2 separate regions of the Muntiacus reevesi genome follow, and region 1 is linked to region 2. A link is a contact called in public Hi-C data. All regions are on one chromosome and are shown on one strand. Each heading gives the region's core, a stretch centred on a gene start, on an enhancer-like site or on the middle of the called end of the contact. The rest is flanking DNA. Distances are from core to core; before and after follow the strand shown.

Region 1 (5,037 bases), core at 480-2,979, 190 kb after region 2:
TAGAATATGCTTCTCATACAAAATGCAACAGTTTCAATATAATACTATAATTAGATGTCAATAATGAAATATTTAACGTCAAGTAAAAGCACAATAAATCAAAAAACTATACCTTGCCTGTAATTAAAAAAAAATGCTGAGCTATGAAAGAGTTTTAAGGGGGAGAGGTGGCTACTGTAAATTTTTACATTCAAGCAATTAATCCTCCAAAGGTAGGCTTCTACACCCTAAAAAAGAGAAAATAAGAGTTTTCTCTAATAATTATCTCTTAAAACATAATTGAAGTCTTCCTAAAAATGGTTGCAGGACAAAAACCAGTTGAAAATGATGAAATAAAAGCCACTATGCTAGTGATTAACAAGAAAGGTTAAGAGAGCTAGGTTCAAATGCTTGGTCACACCAGTTATAGAAACTTGTGACCTTAGGCAAGTTTCTTAATCCCTTCCACCCTCAACTTATTGGGTGTTATTAGTGATCTTGCAAAAACTACTATATTCCTTGCTTCAAAACCACCTTTCCTTGCTTAGGAGTGTAATTACTAGTAATGCTGCTCACTTTGGATGCAAAGCACTCCAGAGAATTAAGAAAAATAATCGAGAGGGTGGGGGAATAGAAGCCAAATTTAAGGTTGGCAAGAACCTAGACTCAGCAAAAACTGTGTGTGGTGCAGAATTTGTTAGCGGGCCGTCATATTACCTTTTAAATAGTCTAAAGATCTCCAGCCTAGTTGAGGGGGCTTAGAAGAGTATTTCCTGATGTATGGTTTTAAGACAATTACTTTAGGCAAAAGAAAAATCTACCACCCAAGGCAATACTAAAGATGATGAGTTGTTAATTACATATTGAATGATTCATTACAGCTTTAAATTTCAGATAGAAACTAACTTCCCAAGATAATCGACTTTGAACAAAATTTTCATCTTCCATTCCGAACTGGATGGCGTTCCTTTTCCCACCAAGCGCTCAATATTTAAAACTTTATTTTCACTTAATTATTTAAAAAATCGAATGAGAGAGAAATGATTAACCCTAAATTAACGAAAAAGGAATTAACTTTAAAAGCTGTCAAGCAAACTTGCCTAAAGTTACACAGCTGGTACGCTACAGAAGCAGCTGGGATTCGAACTCCTATCTTTCGAGCGCCGAAGAGCAAGCTTTTCTCGCTACACTCAAGCTCGCGCTTACATTGGGCTCCTCTCAACTGTCCGGTAGAGACAACATTTATTATGAAGCTCTATTTTTTTTTTTCTCTCTTCCCTTCTCTGTGGCCAACCCTTCCATTTCACACTGTCTCCTGTGCTGGGCTACAAATTCCAAGCAACAACAATCAAGACGCACTAATGCTAAAGAGTCGGAGTAGAGATCAGAAGAACCGAAATCAGTTTTACTTCCTACGCGGAACGGAGATCTGGCGCCAGCACCACAAGCGGCAACACAGGCAGGGGTCCAGAGAGGCTGCAGACCGCGCCCAGGTCTCAAGTTTTAGTCAAGGCCCACGTTCCGGCCAGGCAAGAGGCGCAGAAAAGGTTATCCATTTCTGACACCCTCGCCGCCACGGGAGCACAAAAGAGAAGATTGCAGTCGCAGTAATAATACACATAGTAAACTCAACACCGTTCTTCAGCCCGTTAAACGCACTTACTTGAGCGAAGTAATTCCAAAACACAAGGCCGGCACCGGCAACGGGTAGGGCTCCTCTGTCCTCCTGCCCCAGGCGCTGGCGATGACGACAACCGAGTCGCGCCGCAGAGAGCGAAGGCCCGGCGCACGCCGCGCGCGCTCCCGATAGGGGCGGGGCGGCCCAGTGGCGCCACCGTTAAGCGTCACGGGCGGGACTCTGCTGCGGAGCCCCGGGCTTTGAACATGTCGCGGCTGAAGGGGATAGCGGGGCGGGATACCCGAGCGGGTTTCCGCACTGAGAGCAGAGACTGCAGTGCCTGCGTACCCCAGGGACTCTTAAAGGCGGCGAGGAAGAGCGGCCAGTTAAATCTGTCGGGCCGCAACCTCAGCGAAGGTAAGGTCCAGAGGTACGACCCGTTTGTGCGACTTGGCACAAAGGACTTGCCCCTGGTAGCCTCTTTTTCCTCTGGCCTGGCTTTGGCTACCTTTGGCTCCGTATCCTAGCCAGAATCCCGGTGCTGGAATTTGGGCTTTTATCACATCTCCACTGGTTCGGTCAGCTCGTTCGGTTTCTACTTTTCGTTCCAGGAAATGTCTGGTGCAGGGAATGTGCTGGGAACATGGCCAAAATTTAAACGGGGCGCTTTCTGGGATTCCCACATTCTGTCGGATAAACAACATAATGGTTTGACTAAATTAGCTGTCGCATAATGGGCACATGCTTTGTTTCTTTGGCCGTTTGTTCCTCTTAATTTAATCTCTTAGGTCATTTACCAACGCCAAAATTCTGTATTTGAACTGCTCTTTTGTGCATTTAGAGTAAATGACACTGTTCTCTGTTCAAGTCCCTTTTCTGCCTGCATGTGAACAGAATCCTAAATACAAGGAATATTTAGCATATTTCCTAAATTGAAGATCAAGATGGATGCCACACAAAGTAAATTTGGGGCCATCCTGAAAATCTAGTAACGTTCGAATGCACAAATCTGGATACCATGAGTGAATTATAGTCAGATGCTCTTCTGATTTTCTGTTGTGAAGGGAGGGCGTGGAAAGTGGGGAGAGAGAGATTATGGCTTTATTCTTGTAATGTTTTCCTTTACTTATATTTAGGTTTTAGGCCATCTGGAGTTAAAAGATTTCATTTCCTTGTAATGATTGCTTTTTTAAAATTGTGCCATGGATAGAGTTGACCATGCAAACAAATACTTGCTGAATGAAAGGAAATATGATAAAATCTCTGCTCTACCTAGAAAAAGTTTTAATCAGTGGGAACATAAATATTTTAAAATTACGCTTGTGCTTGTACACATGCTTATTCCAGAGCCTGGAACTTTCTACATGATACCTGACTAGGGTTCACTTCTTGACTTCCTCAAGGAGTCTGCTTATATAGGTCCTTCCTCACTGCCCTATCTATAATAAATTCTCTTGCTAACATTGTATTCTCTAACCTCTTTTTAATAGCATTTATTATTAGCAGAATCTGTATTCTGTATTTATTTGTTTATTGTCTTCTCTGCCCTCTGCTAGAATATTGCTTGCATGTGGTCAGGGACTTTCATTTTGCTCATTGTGTCCTTAGCACTCAAAGTCGTGCTTGGTACATAGTAGATTCTTATTAAACATTTGTGGAAGAAATAAGTAGATAAATGAATTATTCCCAAAAACTAAGTGTGTTCTGGAATATACTTATTGATTGGACCCAGATGGTTTAGTCTACTAAAGTTTCAGGGAGCAAAGGAATTTTGATTGTCAAATGTTAAAGCAGCCTTGCATTCCTGATACAACTCCTGCTTGGTCATGATGTTTAGATGTAGTAGTTTTTGTTTTTTGGAGTAACCCTCTGTTTTTAATGCCTCTGATTTTGGTATCAGAATAATGCTGACTTCATAAAATGAGTTGGGAGTTTTTATTTCCTTTATTTTCTGAAAGGCTCTGTAGAATTAGTAGTATTTCTACTCTAAATGTCTGCTAAATTTCACCAGTGAAGCCATCTGGGCCTGGAATTTTCTTTGTGGGATTGTTGTAAATGGCAAATTCAATTTCTTTCATGGATGCAATGTGCGACAACACATTTGCTGTAGCTCTGAAGCAAGTTAATACCTTCTGGAGCTACAGTTTAATAGTGGTGAACCTGAACTCTTTCTGTTTAACTTGTACAGACTTATTTGCTGTGTCAAAGGAATTGCTGCATTTGCTGCAGCAAGAGTAACAATGTTGTGTTGTGTATCAGATAAAATAGAGAGCAGTCAGGGGAGTCAGATATACCTTCCAAATATTCACTGAGAAGCAAGATAGTTTAGCTTTTCCAGGGTTTAATCTTGTCTATCTGTATAACTTGGGGCAAATGATACATTCAATCTGTGTCCCATTTCTCTCATGTATAAAGTGAGAATAGTCATAACACCTGTCTCATGGAGTTGTTATGAGATAGAGGAGTTTGTTCATTTGATTTCCATATCTTCTCTGTTATGGTAGCATAAAGATACAGCCCATTCTTTATTTGTGTTATATATCCAACCACTATGTGCTATGCAGGAAATGTATATAGTAAATATAGTTGAATGAAGATAAAAGTGAGATCTAATATGAAAAATACATATCCCCTGTTCTGTTTTGGAATAAAATCAAACTTTCACTTTAATGTTGTTGTAATTCATTGCTATTTGTTTGATTTACTTGAAAGTTTTTAATGTTTCAGAAATTTCAGTAGATAACTTGAATAGCTGTTATCAACTTATGTCCTTAGTATCTGATTTCTTTTTTTCTTTCCTTTTTTTTGGTGTGGTATGGTGGATATAGTGCCTCAGTGTGTTTGGAGAATAAATGTGGATATCCCTGAGGAAGCTAATCAGAATCTTTCTTTCAATGCCTCTGAGCGATGGTGGGAGCAGACGGATTTGACCAAACTAATCATATCAAATAATAAACTTCAGTCACTTACTGATGACCTCCGACTCCTTCCTGCACTGACTGTTCTTGATGTAAGTTGATTTATGAGTCTTTTGTTTGAAAAGACTCTGAAACTAAGTTTAGACTTTGAGAAGCAGAAAACCCAATTGGTAGAGTGCAAGAAGAATAACAAAATTACTGTGTTAGACAAAGCATCATGGTTAAGAATGCAGAATCAGAACCTCAGGCTTCCAGTTCCGACTGCTGCTTGCTAGCTGTGTGATCTCGGGACAGCTGCCTCTCTGTGCGTCAGTTTCCATATCTATAAATCGAGACTGTTAGTACTGCCTATCTTTGAATTAAATGTGTTAACGCATACAAACAGAATTAGAATTAATGTTTAACTAGTGGCTTCTGCTGCTTGTCCTTTTTTTTATTGCTATTTTTTTATGATCATTATTATTCTAGACATTAAAGCAAGTACTTAAGGTTATTATTATTGTTTTGTTACTTATCTCCAAT
Region 2 (4,859 bases), core at 2,166-4,665:
ATAATGTATAATAACTTCTCTGCATGATGTCTGGCATGTGCTAACCACTGGGATAAATGGTAGTTTTTATTATTAGCATTATTATTATGTTAGACTCACCTCTAACCATTAATCTAGGGGTATTAGGAAACAGGAATCACCTGAATCAACAAAGTAAACCTATTTATAACCTGCATATCATTTCCTAAAAATTAAGTGATGCAAATTCTGTTTAGCATCCAGCAGGAAGATATGCTTACAAATGCCTGAAGTTCAGGTCTTAGTTCTACAAAAGTGACTCAGAAAAGGGAGTCATTCTCAGCAAAACAGCTCTACACAACCCTTTTTTAAAATTTGCATTATATTCCTTTTACACATATGGTACTACTCTAGCTGAAGTCATCCAGTCATTTTATTTGATATTTATTTTTATTGAGGTATAGTTGATGTACAATATTACCTTGTTTCAGGTGTACAACATAGTGATTCACAATTTTTAAAGGTTATATTCCATTTATAGTCATTATAAAATATTGACTATATTCCCCATGTTGGTACTAAGTATTCTTATAGCTTATTTATTCATATTGTAGTTTTTAACTTCTTAATCTCCTGCCCTAACTTCCCCCTCCCCTTTTCCTCTCCCCACTGGTAACCACGAGGTTCTCTATATCTGTGAGTATGGTTTTTTCTTGTTGATGCTATAGTGACTAGTTAGTTTTATTTTTTAGCTTTCACATGTAAGTGATATCATATAGTATTTGTCAGTCTCTGTCTGTATCCAGTCATTTTATTTAATCTTCACAACCTGCTCTGAAGAAACTAAAGCCAAATGTTACCAGGTATGTCAGAGCCAGAATTCAAAACCAGGATTTAAACACTGACTAAAAATCCTATACATACTTTTCTCCTGCTTCATACAGCACATGACCAAACATAACCACTTTTTACACCTGGTTCTGATTCAGGAGCTCCCAGCATTAGTTACGCACACATGTGCGTGCATATGTGCTAAGCCACTTCAGTCATGCCCAACTCTTTATGATCCTATGGACTGCAGCCCGCCAGGCTCCTCTGTCCATGGGGATTTTCCAGGCAAGAACACTGGAGTGGTTTGCCATACTCTCCTCCTGAGGATCTTCCCAACAAAAACACATATATTACACAATTGTATATATAATCTGTAGTTTATTTAGTTTTGTGGCCTTGTTTGTTGCCATGTTTTTGACAAACTGAGTAGGCAGATTTTATAGGGCTCCAGGATATCCTCATCACTCTCCACCATCACCTCTTTGATGGGACCTGCAGCTGTACTCCAGATGCGAAAAAACTGTCTGGAATCATGTGGCTACTGCCATGGAAAGGTAACCCTTATCTTCCTAAATATTGAGGGCAAAGATTTTAATTTGTGGAGAGAAAAGAAGCATTTCAGTGGCAAATTCCCACACTATCACTCATTCAATGGTTTTCCAAATGGAACTGAAGAATTAGATGCTTCTCATTTCAGTTCCTTGATTCTCTTTAGTGCTCTTAACTGATATATTAAAGGCAGTAAGAGGAGTTTGGAGGGACTTCTCTGGTGTTTCAGTGGTGAGGACTCCCTGCTTCCACTGCAGGGGGCACAGGTTTGGTCCCTGCTTGGGGAACTACTAATAAGATTCCACAAGCAGCACGGTATGGTGGAAAAAAAGTTTGTGGATTTTATCACCTGGTTGGCTCTCTGAAAACATTTAGTTATTAATATCATAGCTAAATTATTAACTTTTGCATTAAATATTATAGCTTGGGCAGCTACACGTTCATGAAGGCTTATACAGGGAAGGAGCTTGAAAGACAGATGTGTACACATTTTGATTACAAGTTACAATAGCTCAAAGTATCCTAAACAAGTTGTAGAAATGCCCTTAGAACTCCACCTCACAAAACAAAGGGCCACGTCTAAAAGAACTTCCTCAACTTATATAACACCCTAAAGAGGTGTTTGAAGTATTGATACAATCAAGCTTTTAGATCTACAAAGTTTATTTAGTTACATTTGACACCTGAACAACTCTTGAGTTAGGGTGCCAACCCTCTGCTCAATGGAAAATCCATGTACAACTTACAGTCGGCCCTCCATATCTGAGGTACATGTGAACACTGTGAAACTACTAAGCGATTATAATGTATCACACCATATAGCTTAACTTACATATCAACAACTTACATGGCAGGTACTATTATTGAAACATTTATTTACACAGGATAAGTTAAATTACTTATAAGTAAGTAGATAAGTTAAATTACTTCCTCAAGATTGCCCAGCTCAGAAGATGTGCTGTTAGAATTCAAACCTAGGGCCTCTGACTACAAGATTTATGCTCTTAATCACTAAGCCACACTGATGCAATGGGTAAGATTGTTGCTAACATAACTGTTAGTACAGCACAGTGTGGATTAAAGCCCAAGAGTGGATGGTGTTCTAGAGCAAGAATGAATCCCAGCTCCATTACAGTGGCCTTTGCAATAGATGTTTAACATCCCTAAACCTCAGGTTTTTCATGAGAGAAATGAGAATTTAGTTCAGAATAGAATTGCTGTAAGGATTATCTGAGGTAATATATGTAATACATATGATATAATGTAGGTATGTACTGATATCTGGCATACAGCAGTACTCAATATCTATTAATAACTATTGGAATAATATTAATATTGGGAATTAATAGCTATTGGGAAGGATCTTGATTCCAGGTGAGTTATGACTTAGTTTTTTAAGTTGACTTCTTACTATATCTTTATAATTGTTCTTGCTTACGGTAACTCAAGGAAGTTATGATAATTTTGACCTGCAAATCTGCCCTAATCACATGAATATCAGCCCAAATCAATACAGCAAGTTAGACAAACTGTTCCCTCTAGTCCTGCTTATCAAAAGAACTGAACCATCCAATACAAAGCTTTACTATAAGGAGGTTTACAGGTATCATCCTTACAGTAAACATCCTTCGTGATAATACACAAATTACACCTTACAAATTACTTGCGTGCTTCTTAATTTACAAGCCATGTCTCTTTCAACGACCAACACTGGACCGCCCCAGACACACCCAGCTCACCGAGTGCTGGCCAGGAGCCCCTTGCTTGAACGTGGTGGACAGCGAGATGGGGGGCACTACAGCCTGGGAGGTCCATTGCTCCGGTTCTTGGCCCACGTGGATGGCCTGCGTAGCGAAATGCTGGAACCTAGGCAGGAATCCGTGTGGGGAGGCTTCTTTTTCCTGCATGCTGAGCTGCGAAGAAAGGAAAGAGTAAAAGAGCGAGGAAGATAAAACTATGACACTGATACGTCAGGACTTAAAAAAGACAGAAGAATCAGGTGAATGGAAGGTTAAGGTACACAGGGGATTCAGCCGCAAGTGCACTAGAGCCGAACCCTACCCCTCTGTAGCTGGGACTTTATTAACCGGCCGGTAGCGTTGCTTCACCCCGGGGCGGAGCCAGCACGACCCAATGAGCGCAGGCCCCAACGCGGCCCCCGCTTCTCATTGGCTGGCAGCAGAGGCGTAGCCTGGAGCGTCACCGCCAAAGCTCTTCCCGGTGCAGCCTGGATGGAGGCTCGGTTACCCGCTTGGTGTTGGTTCCTGCGGGTGAAATTCCTGAGTCCTGACCCTAGGAAAACTTCCTTGCTGGCTCCTGTGAGCCACCCGGGCGTCTATGTGACCTCAGACCGGAGGTTCACGGGAGACGAGGAGAAAGACTGGCTTGACATTAAACCCAGTAATCTGAAAAGAGGCCACACAGATAGCCTCATCTTAACGGCAGCCCTTGCCTGGACCCTTCCCCGCCTCCACCTACCACCCTTTGTCCTGAGGGCGGTTCCGAAGGACGCAAGCGACAAAGTGGAGATCGGTGACGAAAACGGCGGCCCAAGCTGCCAAAAGCGCAGTTTGGATTCTCGTTAACAGCGGGCAGCCTGCCTTGGTGGAAGAACGCTTTCTTTAATGACCAGTACTTAACGTTGATTGAAATCGGAGTGAGAGTCGTATTTTTAAGTAATAGTAAAGCTACTGTAGAGAGGGTCTCTAAGGAAAACTCTTGGCAGCTTTCTAAGAGCTATTCAAACATCATTATCTTTTGAAGTGCCCAGAGAAACCTCTCTCTGAAGAATTGCAAACCAAAGTGTGGCTTTGAAAACCTTATTGGAGCCTTAAATCCTTAGACAGAATGCCTTCGTTGTTACACAGTTGACAGCAACATCCTGGTAGGAATGGAAGTTGTCCTGGGTCGCAATTTATTCACCTGTATCCACAGCCCTACTCTCACAAGGATCACTCCCCTAAAAAACAACAACAAAAGTCTCCTTGTTCCCTAAACAATACAGACTTGACCTATTTAGTGTGGCTACTATTTTCTAGGACTAGGGAATTTAGGAATACTTCTCTTCCTGCAAAGTGTTAGCTAAATATCTGAAACTTTATTAAACTAATTAAGGAAGAAGAGGATACAGAATAAATGGCTCTTAAAATTTTACTGAAAGTACTGAGGCAATTTGCTTTTCAAATTAACTACTGGGATACAGCCATTAAGCACTGGGAGCAGTGCCTAAGGACCTGAAGATTTTTAAGAAACCAGGCAAAATTTTTAGCCCTGGGGAAAAAATGAATGGACTCCAAAGCACTAATAAATATTAATGTATATTTAATTAACATTTTTCTGTTAAAAATATATCAACTGCAACTCATCTCAAGAGTTATATATAGCTGTATATGGGTATGTTTTTATGTGATATGAAGCTTAGGGACCAGGAGGGTCCTAATTAGCTTATCTCCTAAATGAGCATACCTCCTAATGTCTGTGAACAAACACTGAGTTTCATAAATATGGATATTGTATTTAGT

Evidence for each region. A called contact is a pair of places that touch in the nucleus more often than the background predicts.
Region 1: a Hi-C map of muscle shows a contact between it and region 2, with 4 times the contacts expected there. The contact joins the promoter of SRSF11 here to the promoter of CTH in region 2. A contact is called at or near these places in 2 of 3 Hi-C or Micro-C datasets (blood and muscle).

The regions. Positions count from the first base shown.
Region 1 is chr1:134,680,967-134,686,003 of mMunRee1.1, forward strand. SRSF11 (serine and arginine rich splicing factor 11) reads right to left here and starts at 1,730. Exons shown (of 13, transcript XM_065911128.1): 1 at 1,643-1,730. LRRC40 (leucine rich repeat containing 40) reads left to right here and starts at 1,826. Exons shown (of 15, transcript XM_065911163.1): 1 at 1,826-2,014; 2 at 4,426-4,607. The coding sequence starts at 1,864.
Region 2 is chr1:134,485,784-134,490,642 of mMunRee1.1, forward strand. It overlaps CTH (cystathionine gamma-lyase), which reads right to left and starts at 3,416. Exons shown (of 12, transcript XM_065911055.1): 1 at 3,078-3,416. The coding sequence starts at 3,245.